Linked DNA regions of Sus scrofa: region 1 is linked to region 2. A link is a contact called in public HiChIP or PLAC-seq data. All regions are on one chromosome and are shown on one strand. Each heading gives the region's core, a stretch centred on a gene start, on an enhancer-like site or on the middle of the called end of the contact. The rest is flanking DNA. Distances are from core to core; before and after follow the strand shown. Region 1 overlaps YWHAG (14-3-3 protein gamma). Region 2 overlaps SSC4D (scavenger receptor cysteine-rich domain-containing group B protein).

Evidence for each region. HiChIP or PLAC-seq counts read pairs in DNA pulled down with a chosen protein or histone mark.
Region 1: a contact with region 2 is called in an H3K27ac HiChIP or PLAC-seq map of alveolar macrophages. The contact joins two enhancer-like sites. A contact is called at or near these places in 2 of 5 promoter capture datasets (fetal liver and liver), 11 of 47 Hi-C or Micro-C datasets (embryonic fibroblasts, fetal liver, heart right ventricle and 5 more) and 2 of 2 datasets of contacts at active chromatin or transcription factors (alveolar macrophages and skeletal muscle).

The regions. Positions count from the first base shown.
Region 1 is chr3:10,011,403-10,018,768 of Sscrofa11.1, forward strand. The region is part of intron 1 of YWHAG (14-3-3 protein gamma); the gene reads left to right. Among named protein-coding and RNA genes, the nearest start is that of YWHAG, 20 kb to the left of the region's middle. Within about 2 kb of position 5,284, at least 6 of the 83 cell types and tissues checked have an H3K27ac peak or open chromatin away from gene starts, as enhancers often do. A contact at or near this core is called in alveolar macrophages and fetal liver, where this site is marked.
Region 2 is chr3:9,967,752-9,974,461 of Sscrofa11.1, forward strand. SSC4D (scavenger receptor cysteine-rich domain-containing group B protein) reads left to right here. Exons shown (of 11, transcript XM_021086292.1): 7 at 776-1,090; 8 at 2,925-3,002; 9 at 3,552-3,626; 10 at 4,851-4,919; 11 at 5,550-6,579. The coding sequence ends at 5,866. Among named protein-coding and RNA genes, the nearest start is that of SSC4D, 10 kb to the left of the region's middle. Within about 2 kb of position 3,875, at least 68 of the 83 cell types and tissues checked have an H3K27ac peak or open chromatin away from gene starts, as enhancers often do. A contact at or near this core is called in alveolar macrophages and fetal liver, where this site is marked.

The DNA of each region.
Region 1 (7,366 bases), core at 4,034-6,533, 45 kb after region 2:
GTTTCTAGAAATGGAATGGCCCAGTCAGAAGGCTGTTTTACCATTTGTAATGACATCAATTTGATAGTTATTCCAGATTGCCCTCCATCAAGTTTGTACTAATTTATCGTTTCCAGCAGTGGATGAGAGTGCCCGTTTATCCACACAGTTAGCCTTTACAGTGAGGCAGCTAAGTTTAAGTTTTCCCAGTCTGGGGTTCCTGTTGTGGCTAAGCCGGTTACGAACCCGACTAGAATCCGTGAGGATACGGGTTCAATCCTTGGCCTCGCTCAATGGGTTAAGAATCTGTGTTGCTGTGAGCTGGGGCATAGGTCACAGACATGGCTTGGATCCCGTGTGTCTGTGGTGTGGGCTGGCACCTGCAGCTCCAATTTGACCCCTGGCCTGGGAACTTCCATATACTACAGATTCAGCCCTAAGAAGGAAAAAAAAAGTTTTGTCAGTCTGATTGGAAAAAAATTAGCATTTATAAAGTGAAGAGTTTCCTGGTGTGCAGCAGGTTAAAAATCTGGCATTGTCATCACAGCAGCTTGGGTTACTGCTGTGGTAAGGGTTCAGTCCCTGGCCCAGGAACTTCCACAGAGTGTGGGGTGGGGCCAAAAAAATGAGTAAAGTTAGGTTTTCTACCTGTTTTTTCCTTTTTTTTCAGTTGTCCATTCCTTTCACTTACTTTTCTATTACTGATAGGTGTTAAATTCTTTTTAGGAGGTCTTTATGTAACCCACCCTTGGAGATAGGGTAGGTTCAGTTCGACACCACCACAATAAAGCAAATATCACAATAAAGTGAGTTGCACACATTTTTTGATATTCCAGGGCATATAGAAGTTATAGTTACGCTATACTTAGTCTGTTAAGTGTTACAATGTAGCATGTTTAAAAAAAATTTTTTTTTTTTAAAGGGCTGCACACATGTCATATGGAGGTTCCCAGGCTAGGGGTCCAGTCAGAGCTACAGCTGCTGGCCACAGCCACATCTGCAGCAATGCAGAATCCAAGCCACGTCTGCAACTTAAACCATAGCTCATGGCTTAACCCACTGAGCAAAGCCAGGGATCGAACCTGCAGCCTCATGGTTCGTAGATTCGTTTCTGCTGTGCCATGATGGGAACTTCAAAAAAAAGTACATATCTTAATTAAAAAGTACTTTACTTTATTGCTAAAAATTGCTAACCATCCATCTGACAACACAGGGTTGCCACAATCCTTCAGTTGGTAAAAATGGCAGTATCTGTAGGCGCGCTAAACAAGGTATTGCCTATATTAGAGAAACTGGCCCTTTCTCTGGGATGTGTTGCAAAATTTAACATCATTGGAGGAGACTCAGGAGGTGAGAAAGGGTACAAGATTTGAAGTCAGAGGACCAGAGTTTGTCTTTGCCCTGCTGTGTGTTAGCAGTGTGTGTGGGGGGGGAAGGTCCATGCATTTTCTCTCTGAATCCCACTTGTGTCCACCTTGTTGAAAGGAAATTGGAGCTGGTGGCTGTCAAAAAAGCCCCGTTTTTAGCCAGCTCTCTGCTCATCTCTGAGACGTTGAGGATGGTCCTGAGTATGCCAGGGGAGTTTCATGACTCTCCTAGGATGTTACTCCTCCTGGAATGTTTCCCTTCACAATTTTTATCCAGGGTGACTGCTGCTGTTTTAATTTTAAAAGTCCAGCTAATACTGCTACTTTCTAGTTAAAATCTCTGGGCTTTCCAGGCAGAGTTTTGCTGCCTTTGAGAATACCTCTGTGACTGGTAGTCTAATTTAAGTTTGTGTTTCCTCTTTGTGGACTAGCACCTTGAGGATACCTCACGTTTTCTATGCAGATGCTCAGTGAATGCTTGGTGAGTCGTCTCATAAGCACTGGCCTCTAAGTATATTTTTCTTGTCATCAGACCTTACATGACACATTACATCATGTTTCCTAGAATGAGGAGTTCCTGTCGTGGCTCAGCAGAGATGAATCTGACTAGCATCCTTGACACAGGTTCAATCCCTGGCCTCACTCAGTGGGTTAAGGATCCAGTGTTGCCATGAGCTGTGGTGTAGGTCACAGACCCGGCTCAGATCTGGCATTGCTTAGGCGTCGGCTAGGGGCTACAGCTCTCATTCGACCCCTAGCCTGGGAACCTCCATATGCTGTGGCTGTGGCCCTAAAAAGACCAAAAAAAAAAAAAAAAGTTAGGGAATGAATATGTGTCGGGTCCCCAGGCCTACCCCCAGGTTCAGTGAGTTGCTAGCACCTAGCCTGTAGCCGTACTCATGGCTCTGATGTATTACAGTGAAAGGATACAAAGCTAAATTAGCAAGGGGAGAAGGTGCTTGGGGTGAAGAGGAGAGTAACCAGGAGCAAGTTTTTTCAAGAGTATTCTTCCCGGGACCTCAGATGAACTGCACTAGTGAAGCCTTGTCTAGTGGGAAGCTCATCAGTGACTCTGCCCAAGGGTTTGATTGGGAGATGGTCACACAGGCACCTTCTGCCCAGCACATGCCAAAGTCAAGACTCCTGGAAGGAAAACAGTTGTTTAGCGGAAACCACATTGTTTGGACAGTTTAGAGACAGTGAGCTGTTCTTATCGGTGGATGGCGGGCACCCTTCCAAAATTCAAGTTCTGAGACACTAGCCAACAGTCCACTTTGCAAGCAGACCTTTCTAAAGATAGCCGCCCGAAGCCTGTTGTGTTACCTCTTCTGCACAGACTATACTTCAAGTTTAAGGCATTATGCTCAGATATCCAAGACAAGATTTTATATTTTCAAGAAAGTTAGTATGCCATTAGTAGGTCTTCTGTAGAATACATGCATGATTATAGTCAAGCAGGACAGTGTCACATCTACTTGCAGTCATTTATTCTGCTGCCTGCATGGTGCATAGGTAACTGTGTCCATTGCATGGACACCAGTGCTCGTCTTGCACCTTGTCATGTTTTTCCTTTATTTTTGCTGTAAGTATAATAATCACTGCATTTACCCTTTCCATGGCCCCTTGGCCCTTTCAGACGAAAGAACTCTAAACATTGGAAGACCAAAAACTGCATGGTGAGGCCACATATTATGACTATAGAGTCTGCTTTTTTTTGGCTGCTCCTGAAACATGCAAAAGTTCCCAGGCCAGGTATTGAACCTGCGCCACAGTAGTAACCCAAGCCACAGCAATGTCAGTGCCAGATCCTTAACCCACTGAGCCACCAGGGAACTCCATTTTATTAAAGACTTTTTTCAGAGCAGTTTTTGGTTCACAGGGGAAAGCACAGGAGTTCTAATGATCTCCACGCCTCCCCCATTATCCGCATCCCAGAGGAGTTGCACGGGTTGTCACTGATGGGCCTACACTGACCCGTCATTATTACCCAAATCCATAGCTTACTTTAAGGTTTAGTCTTGGTGTTGCATATTCTATGCATTTTTACAAGTGTATGGTGACATGTATCCACCATTATATCATTCAGAATAGTTTCACTGCCCTAAGAATCCTTTCTTTTAACCTGTTCATTCCTTCTATGTTGTTTTTTTGGATGTAAACTTAAGTTCTTTCTTTTTGGAGGTTTTTGGCTTTCCTTAAATCAACTTAAGTTTACCACCTCAACTTACTTTGTAACTTCTGTACAGATTCTGCATAAAAGAAATATATTTTAAGGAGTTGTCAGGTGGCCTTGTGTGTTAAGGATCCAGTGTTGTCACTGCCGTGGCATGCGTTTGATCCATGGCCTGGGAATTTTCACATGCCACGGGTGCAGCCAAAAGCACCCCACCTTTTAAATAAAGTAAGCTTAATTTAAGTTGTATTTGGGGAGATTAAACATTTCAAGTTGTGTTCATTACGACTATGCCTCTTGATAGTTTAAGGAATTGTGAATGACTTCGTGCTCCAAGACAGGGTCGGAAAGTCATCTAAATAGACTTCCAAGAATCTCAAGGGTTGCTAATCTAGGTAGAACAGTTTTTCTCTTCATCAACTCCAAGGGGAGAACAGCTGATACTAATTAATATCTGATTCCTTAGCAGCTGGGATTTGGGGAGTTCTGGTTTTTAAACTGTTGGTGAGAAATAACACATTTTTCTAAACTTTTTGCCAACAGCTCTGTCTTAACTCACCACAAGAAATTTGCGCTTGAGCTAGTATCATAGGGGTTGAGAAGAGAAACCTTAATTTTGTTTTTAAGCAGAACATAAAACACTAGAGAATTTATAAACTGTCCACGTTTTCCAATAGCCATGATAGTAAATTTGGGGTACCATGTTTCTAAGTGTTGCATTCTTCGATCAGTGACTGTGCTGTAAAGCAGTACCTTCCTTTCCAAATGACGCATAGCTCACATCTTCCCACATTGGTTAAACCTCTCTGGATGCTATGTGAATAATGTTTTTGACCTTCTGGAAAGATGATGACTTTTGAAAGTAGTATTGTTGGGATCTCTATTTTAATGTAAAAATCACAGATTAACTCTTACAAGTTATTTTGATCTTAAGGATTTTTTTTAAAGTCTGATTTATGGTTTTTAGAGAACTCTTTCCTTTGAGCAGACTTTTTTTTTTTTTTAAGAATGAAAGCTTTTCCCCTCTAACTTAGTTTTTCAGTGGCACAGAACATCTGGGCATGTTCCAAATGTGGTTGAGTTACTGTATCTAAAGGTGAGGGTGGCATTTCATCCTCTCCATGTTCCGCTTTGTCTGGGGCAACTAGACAGACTTTACAGAAGCACGAGTGGCTGCCTTCGGGCTCTGCCACCCAGCGTTTGCAGCAGGAGGAGACCTCATGGTATAGAGTAGTGGTGAGGCGATCGAGCTTTAAATAGTCGCTGGCTCTTGAAATAAGGACAGCATGATTTGGGGAAAAGGCCAGGACCCCATCTCAGTGGCCTTGGGTACGGTAGCTTCTTGCATTGGGGACAGTTATCAGGTTACACCAGAGGCGACTAGTCTCCAGTATCTGCACTATCTGTGCGTTCAGTGAATACGGGCTCGTGTCCTGCCGTTGCAGTGTGCGGGCCCAGGGCCTGCAGAAGCCTCAGCCTGTTTGAAAGCCAGTCTGGGGAGTTATTCCAGGCTACGTCATAGTAAAGTTTCTGGAAAGGAAGTGATGTAACGTATGTAGCTAAGGAAGTTTGAACTTAGACTAGAAAACAGCATGAAATGGAGAAGAGATACTTGATACAGGAAGATAAGCTCAGAAATGCTAAGTTTAGAGGCCTCCCATGGTCAAAGTTAAAATGTAGAGAAACTGCTCAGGGTATCCTCAAGAGTCATTGCTCGCATCTCTGTAGCACAGTACTGTGCTGGGGGCACGTTCTCATTCATCTGACATGCCCTTATGTGACCTCGTGAGAGAGACGGAGATCTGTCTCAGAGATATACAGACCAAGGCCCAGAGATGCAATGGCTTGTCCCCCAGATCACTTAGTAAAGGGTGGGACTGGAAAGCCCTCGTCCTCTGGGTTATTTGCATAAACATTAGAAACAGGAGTGACGTGGTCTGAAGGCTGGGAATGCTTTCTCCACGGTCTGGAAGGTATGGAGAAACAGAGATGAGGCGATAAGCCTCTGTTCAAAGGAAGTAGGGTTTCCATGGGGGGCCGGGCGGGACCCAGAGAGTACAAAGCTCCTCACTTCTGGTTTCCCTCTGTCCTGAGGTCAGTAGTCCCAAACCCTGTTCCCCACTCTGCTTCTGTTTCACTTGGGCCTCCTTTGGTAGAGCTGCTGTTCTCTAGCATTAGAGTGGAGAAGCAGACATGTGTAGTAAAAGGTCAGCATAAGAAAAACCACTAAAAGCTTAGGAAATACTTGAATGTATATTATTTGCTGGATGTTGTGAGAGTTACAGCATGGGTGTTTGCCTTGTAAGCAAAGCGTGATCATTTCATTCAAAGAGTGAATTGCTTTCAGTAAACTAATAAGTATGGTTTACATTCTGATTTATCTTAGAGGTACTATTTAAATTTTACAGCCAGTTTAATTGAGCATAACCCCTTCACAGCATAACCCCCCCCCTTTATAAAAGAGGAACACCTACTGAACGTAGATGATCCTTAAATAGACGTCACTTGGTATCCCAACCCCTCCTTCCCCAGATGGTTAGCATAGCTTTTCTTGGATTATATGCCACTACCTTTTTTTTTGGTCTTTTGTCTTTTTAGGGCCACACCCAAGGCATATGGAGGTTCCCAGGCCAGAGGTCTAATCAGAGCTGCAGCTGCCGGCCTACACCACAGCCACAGCAACGCGGGATCCAAGCACATCTGCGACCTACACCACAGCTCACAGCAATGACAGGTCTTAACCCCACTGACTGAGGCCAGGGATCCAACCTGCATCCTCACGGATACTAGTCGGGTTCGTTAACCACTGAGCCCCGACGGGAACTCCATATGCCACTATCTTTCACATCTATAAGTAATATGATGTTATGTGGACGCCGTGGTTGATCTAACACAGAGAACAGAGTAGCCCATTTAACTGGGGTGGGAGGAATAGAAATGGGAAAGATTTCATAGAGGACATGAGTTTCATTTGATTCTTGACAACTGTGTTAAGTAGTTTGCAGGCGGGAACACTGGGAAATAGTGTAGGCAGAGGCAGAAGAACAAAGGGCAGAAGTATGAAGTTTGTTGCAGTTACCATGTTACCACTGAAGTACCAGTACATGAGAAGATGAGGTGAGCGAAGCATTTAGTCTGTTGTAAGACACATAATCTGGCATTCCTGATGTTGCCATTGACGTAGCCTGTACCAATTTAGATATGGTAGTTAACCATACAAATAAAAATGTGGCCCCAGGATAGGGAGGGTTCTGTCCTCTTTCTCTTTCTTTCTTTCTTTCTTGCTTTCTTTCTTGCTTGCTTTCTTTCCTTTTCTTTCTTTTCTTTCTATTTTTTCTTTCTTTCGTCTTTTGCCTTTTCTAGGGCCACTCCTGTGGCATATGGAGATTCCCAGGCTAGGGGTCTAATCGGAGCTGTAGCCACCGGCCTACGCCAGAGCCACAGCAACGCAGGATCCGAGCCGCGTCTGCAACCTACACCACAGGTCACGGCAACGCTGGATTCTTAACCCACTGAGCAAGGGCAGGGACCAAACCTGCAACCTCATGGCTCCTAGTCGGATTCATTAACCACTGAGCCACGACGGGAACTCCGAGTTCTGTCCTTCTTATAAAACTTTCTATTTCATGTCCTTGTCAGATGTCTAAAGGTGCATGACTCTAACATCACAGAAATCAGGTAATATAAATTAAATAAATAACTTTAGTCACTTGATTCCATTTCCTATATGTAGTTGATTGGTAGTCATAAAAATACGGAATATTGGTGTATGTTGCTTAATTTTCCTCAAAGCTCTTAGTCATTGGGACTTCCCTTGCCGCACAGCGGATTGCATACCTGGCATTGT
Region 2 (6,710 bases), core at 2,625-5,124:
TTCTATGGGGATAATAAAAATAGCACAAGATTGGAGAAAATAAGAGGTGGAGGCTGATGCCCAATGTAATGCGACAGTTGATATGATGTAGAACAAGAAAGTGAAAATTCCCTTAAAGAAGGACAGATAGTTCCCCCCGGTTGGTGCAACAGAATCTTGGGAGCACTGAGATGCTTGTTCCATCCCATGGTGGGTTAAGGACCTGGCACTGATGCAGCTTCAGCTTAGGTCTCAGCTGCGGCTTGGATCTGATCCCTGGCCTGGGAACTCCACAGGCCCGCAAGGCAACAACAACAAAAAATTTTAAAAAGGGCAGATAAAAAGGCAAAGATGTCAGAGGAGGAAGAGGGTCCCATTCACCAGAGACCGGGGAGGGAGGGCTTTCTGGAGGAAGAGTTGTTGGTGCTGTACCTGGGAAGGACAGAAGGCTTTCACTGCAGTAATCAAGGAGGAAGCAGCACATCCTGGATGGTTAGGAGAGTGTGGATAAGGGAAGGGAGGACTGCTTTTAGGCAGGAAGTGACAGTCACAGGGCTCTGTTCTCAGATGCCGCAAAGCGCTCCCAATCTAGATTGTGAGGAGGCAGTGATTTGCAAGTGAGTGGATGAGCAGCTCCTCCTGGGTTTTAGGTCCTGGGACACCGTGCACGGTGGCTATACCGAGGGCCCGGGCATTGTGGAAGAGCATTGGGATGTGTGCACTTTTGGAGGGAAGAGGCAGCAAAGCCCTGTGGGAGATGCTCCCTGCCTCCACATCCCCCTACCTTTGTCACCAGGTGAGGGCAGCGTGCGCCTGGTGGGGGGCGTGGGCCCGTGTCAGGGCCGAGTGGAGATCCTGCACGGTGGCCTGTGGGGCACGGTGTGTGACGATGACTGGGGGCTGCCGGACGCTGCCGTGGTCTGCCGCCAGCTGGGCTGCGGGGCGGCCCTGGCAGCCACCACCAACGCCTTCTTCGGCTACGGCACGGGGCACATCTTATTGGACAACGTGCACTGCGAAGGAGGCGAGCCCCGTCTGGCAGCCTGCCTGAGCTTGGGCTGGGGCGTGCACAACTGCGGCCACCACGAGGACGCCGGCGCGCTCTGCGCAGGTGCGGGCTCCAGGGGTGGGGCCCGGGGGGAGGGCGGGGGGTGGGGCCCGGGGGGAGGGCGGGGGGTGGGGCCCGGGGGGAGGGCGGGGGCGGGGCCTGATTCAGGAGGAGGAAGCGGAGCGGGAACCGGCTTGAAGTGTGGTGCTTCCCTGAGCTCTCCACGGATGTGCGATTAGTTTTAGTTTCTCATTGCTGCTCTAACAGTACCTCAGAAAATTTTAGCAGCCTCTGTGGTAGACTCCACTTCTATGTAATGCTGCTGTGTTACCCCATCAATACTCCAGAATTATCTAACAGTACTCCAAAATCCCTGCCTCCGGAATTTTCTAGCACCTTCTAAGTGCTGTTACAAAATAATTTCAGAGGAGTTCCCGTCGTGGCGCAGTGGTTAACGAATCCGACTAGGAACCATGAGGTTGCGGGTTCGGTCCCTGCCCTTGCTCAGTGGGTTAAGGATCCGGCATTGCCGTGAGCTGTGGTGTAGGTTGCAGACACGGCTCGGATCCCACATTGCTGTGGCTCTGGCGTAGGCTGGTGACTACAGCTCCGATTGGACCCCTAGCCTGGGAACCTCCATATGCCGCGGGAGCGGCCCAAGAAATGGCAACAACAACAACAAAAAGACAAAAAAAAAAAAACAACAAAATAACTTCAGAGTAAAGTAATAGTACTCTAGAATCTAGAATCGCTCCAGAGGTACTCCAGATTTCTTCCACTGTAACCCAGGTATGTCCCCAGAATTCTCCTTTTTTTAAGATCTCAGAATGAGTTATTTATTTATTTAGGTGAGGGTGAACAGATGTGAAAATTTGGCACACTAGTTGCTTTTAGAACTGTTTTCTTAAAATTTGTTGTTGTGGTTGATACTCTGTTAATAGTATGTTTCCTGAGGTTCCCTCTGTGGCTCAGCGGTTAACGAACCCAACTAGTGAGTATCCATGAGGATGGAGGTTCCATCCCTGGCCTCACTCAGTGGGTTAATGATCTGGTGTTGCATTGCGTTGCCATGAGCTGTGGTATAGGTCGCAGACACTGCTCGGATCTGGCGTTGCTGTGGCTGTGGTGTAGACCAGCGGCTACAGCTCCAATTCGACCCCTAGCCTGGGAACTTCCATATGCCCCATGGGAGTGGCCCTAAAAAAAAAATACACACATACACACACACACATATGTATAGTGTTTTTCCTCACCTGGCCTCTCTCCCATTTTGAGAGGTTTTTTGGGAATAGGAATACTGAGACGAATAATGGCATTTCACAAATGGACTCCACTCTACCAGGTATGAAGTGCTTGCTCATGCCTCACAGCAAACCAGGGGCCATTATTCCATTTTACAGATGAGAAAGCTGAAGCTCAATGAGGCAGAGCCTTACCACACAGCAAGCCCTGGAAAACCCTCAGCTAACCTTGCTGTGTGCATGGTCTTGGGCATGCCCCTTCCCATGCTAGTGTTATTTTATCTGTAAGATGGGGTAATGAGTTTTGCTCTGCAAGTCCCTTACGACTATGCATGGCCCTCCCTGGTGGGCAAGGCCTTCTTTACCGCCCCTCCTTGGACACATAGTGGGTTTCTGAGAACACTGGAGAGAAATGAAAGCCCAGCTGTGAAAGTCCTGTATAAACTGACATGTGCATGTTGGCAGCACAAATAAATGACAAGAACTGGCAAAGTGGGGCAGACCTCTTTGGACCCTTCCTGGGGCTGAGCCCCCAGCTCTGGAACTAAAACCTGTTGTCTTCTCCAAGGAGACTGTAGTATTCTTTCTGATAGCCCAAGGCTGATCAGGAACCAGGACCTTGGCCTCTGACCCTGCTACCTTCTCTCCTGCTCTAGTCCTGGGCCGCCCGACTCTCACAGCACCACTATCCTTGGCCACAAGAGGGGCCTGGGCCTGGCACACAGAGCCAGAGGGTAAGGAACCCAGCCCTCCAAGCTGGAATGGGAGGGGCGAGGTGGGCAGGGCTGGGAACTGGGAAGGCTGTTCTGGATCCATGGGGAGGAGGCCTGGGCCAGCAGGCCATGGCTTTTGGCCAGATGGTAAAGAGGGGGGTAAGAGAACTGGTGTGTAGATGGAGCAAAAAGGATGAAATCTAGAGCTCTGAAAAGTTCAGCGGGGAGGGAGGAGCCAGTAAGAGATTTCTTCAAAGCTCTGAAATAAAATGTGGATTGGTGCTCAGGTTGGAAACTGAAAGAGGCCTTGTGAGAGCTGAGATAAAAAACTGAAGGAGAGAAGTACATTTTGGAATTAGGGCTGGAACTATCATTGGGATTGAAATTAGGGTAATGCCTGGAAATAGGATTCCGTTCATTTCCCTCAAGCTTCCTAAGGACCCCATCAGAGCTGACAACATGGTGACTCTAGGACTGAGGCTGAGGGCAGGGTGCAGGTGTGGTACAGTTGAGGCATGTCAGAAGGCCTCCCTGTCCCCCACAAGAGCTCTAGATGCCCTGTCTCCGCAGCTACAGGAGTTGGTGCCCTGCCTTCTAGGGAGCCAGCAATGTTCACCACAGCCGCCTGGGCCGCGGGGAAGAAAAGTAAGTGGCAGAACCCAGGTTGTGGCGGGGGTGGGAGAGGGTGGGGCCAGGGCTCCGCCTGGAACCGGCAGCCCCAGTCCAGCCCCTCTGGCCGCGGGCCTGTGCGCCCCGCAGGCGGGCGGCTGCGGCTGGTGGGCGGCCCGGGCCCGTGCCGCGGCCGCGTGGAGGTGCTGTACGCCGGGGGCTGGGGTACCGTGTGCGACGATGACTGGGACTTCGCGGACGCGCGCGTGGCCTGCCGAGAGGCAGGCTGCGGGCCGGCCCTGGGTGCCACGGGCCTCGGCCACTTCGGCTACGGCCGCGGCCCGGTGCTGCTGGACAACGTGGGTTGCGCCGGCACCGAAGCCCGCCTAAGCGACTGCTTCCACCTGGGCTGGGGCCAGCACAACTGTGGCCACCACGAGGATGCTGGCGCGCTCTGCTCAGGTGAGGCGGCGGTAGGACCGCGAACTCGCTGCGGCGGGGGCGGGGCAGAGCTCCGTCTGAGGAATGGGCGGGGCCTTGCGCAGGCGTGTTCTGCGGCGCCGGCGTGAAGAGGCGGACCCTGAGGAATGGGCGGGGCCGCGCGTCAGCACGCGCCGCGGCGCGGGCGGGGCGGGGATCTGTTGGGGAAATGGGCGGGGCCATGCGTAAGGCTCTCTGCGGCACTGCGGCGTGAGCCGGGAAGGACTCACACTCCGCAGAGAGAGACGGAGCCCACCACGGACGCTCTCTGCGGCTGCGCGGCAAGGGCGGGGCCGGGAAGGGAGCGCCCTCTGCGGCAGCGAAGGGCGGGGCTCGAGCTGAGGGACCGAGTCCTGGGATCAAGCGTGGAAGAGGCTATGAAGGGCGTAGCCCGGGCGCATTTGCTCTGCGGCGTCGGGACCCAGAAAGCTCTAGCTGGCAGAGAGAATTGATCAGCTCTGACCTTTGGGAGGAGTCCATGGAAAAGGGGTGTTTGCAAAGTCTGACATTTAAGAATGCATCTCTTCATTGATTGGTGTAGGAATTGATATTTTTCACCGTTGTTTGGTGCTCTGGTAGCCTTGGCCACAAAAGGCTAGGCTACAAAGGATTCTGCTTTAGTTCCCAGGATGAAAAGCACAACCCCTATTTCTTTTCCAAGGAGCAGGGACCTGTGAAGTGCTCCCTGACCCTAGATCAGGTTTCTCTTGGAAGGTAAGAGATGACCTGGCTTGGGGAACAATATGACAACCACCTTTTTCTTTGTCCTTGCTGAGCCAGGCCCAGAGGAACTAGTCCAACAGGATGGTTCTGAGACCACCCGGGTACCCACTCCTCGGCCCAGGGACGGTAGGTGCCCACAGTCCCTAAGAGTGAGGCTGAAGGCAGCAGGATAGGAAGAACCAGAATTAGAGGGAGGTCGCAGCCTGGGGTCACACAGCAGAGTTGCACCAGATCCCGGAATTTTTGTTCGTGCTAGTCTAAGGCCTCGTTAATAGAGATGGGCTATCCAGAATAATGGAGGTAGGTTTTAAGCTATAGCAACCTAGAGATTTCTAGAGTTGGGACCAAAATGAGAGGATGGGGCTCCTGTCCTGAGGAGAGCAGTGAAAGAAGTCAGAGTCCAGGGGGGAAAGGAGATGATGACCTTCAGGGGATCACAGTTTATAGGGAGCAGCCCTGGGGCCGAGGTATTGGGATTGTGACCAAAGAACCAAGAAAAGAGCAGACATAAAGCTCCCCGCCGGCACAGAGCGCCCCACAAAAGCCTGTACGCATTCTCCTGGTCTGAAGATTAGGTCTGGCCTGATGCCCATACTATTTTAATCTCATTTGTCTGCCCTCCTCCAGTGGCTCCCAGGGCAGCACCCTCCCAAACCACGGCCTTCTGCCTCCTCTATCTACCCGTCCCCTGGCCTCGCTTGGGAGTGGTCTGGCTTGGGCCAGCCCCTTCTAGCCCCAAGCCTTCTCCTCCCACAGGGCATCTACGTCTGGCCAACGGAGCCCATCGATGCGAGGGGCGTGTAGAGCTCTTCCTAGGACAGCGCTGGGGCACTGTTTGCGATGACGCTTGGGACCTGCGGGCAGCCGGTGTCCTATGTCGCCAGCTGGGCTGCGGCCAGGCCCTGGCAGCCCCTGGTGAGGCCCACTTCGGCCCAGGACGAGGCCCTATCCTCCTGGACAATGTCAAGTGCCGTGGGGACGAGAGTGCCTTGCTGCTCTGCTCACACATCCGCTGGGATGCTCACAACTGTGACCACAGCGAGGATGCCAGTGTCTTGTGCCAGCCGGCATGACTCAGCCCGTTTGTTCTGCAGACCACCTCCTCTGGGAGCCTCCTGTGACCTGCCCCTCTTCTTCCAGGAAGTCCTCCTGTGATAACTGCAGTTCACTCTGTTCCTCTCTCCCCTTGTCTGGGAGAGAGCCTGTCCAGTTGGTGTGGTCCTTCCTGGGGGAGCCTGGTTCCACCCCATCAACTTGGCATGTGACCTCACCTGTTATCACCTAACATGGGTCCAGTTCAATGAAAGCTCTCGCTTTCTGCTCAGCTAAAAACAGAAAATAGTGGGAAGGGAGTAACTCTTAACTTTCCTCTTTGGCGGGGCTCCTGTTATAGCATCCCTGCTCAGGGTCCAAGAGTTTCAGGGGCTCTCTGTAAATGGAGTATCTCCCTTCCCCCATCCATCTTGGGATCCCCAAGAAGAGGGAAGGCAGGAGCGGCCTATGGCTCTTACCTTAGACTGCCTGGGGCTGCAGAAGAACCTGAGCCGTTGCCCTGACCTCTCCATGAGGGCCTAGGCTCAGATGGTGCTTGGCTGGACAGGGGGACTCGAGGGGCCAAAGCAGGGACAGCGGCCCCTCCCTGCAGCTGAAACCAGCATCTCGGATTGATGCTGCCCCCACCACAGAGCCTCCACTTTGCAGAAGCAAAGAACCGTGGGGGCCTGTAGCCTCTCATTCCATTAGGTGCCAAGTTAATAAAGCATTGTCCCCTGTTTGTTACCTGGGCGTTTGGGCATAAGTGTGTTGTTTGCGGCAGCAGGAAAGACTCGGTTAGGACTTTGTGGAGGAAACCTGCTTGGGGCTGAGGGCAGTTCAAGAGCATCGTCCAAGAGCTTTCCACAGGCCTTCACATCCTAG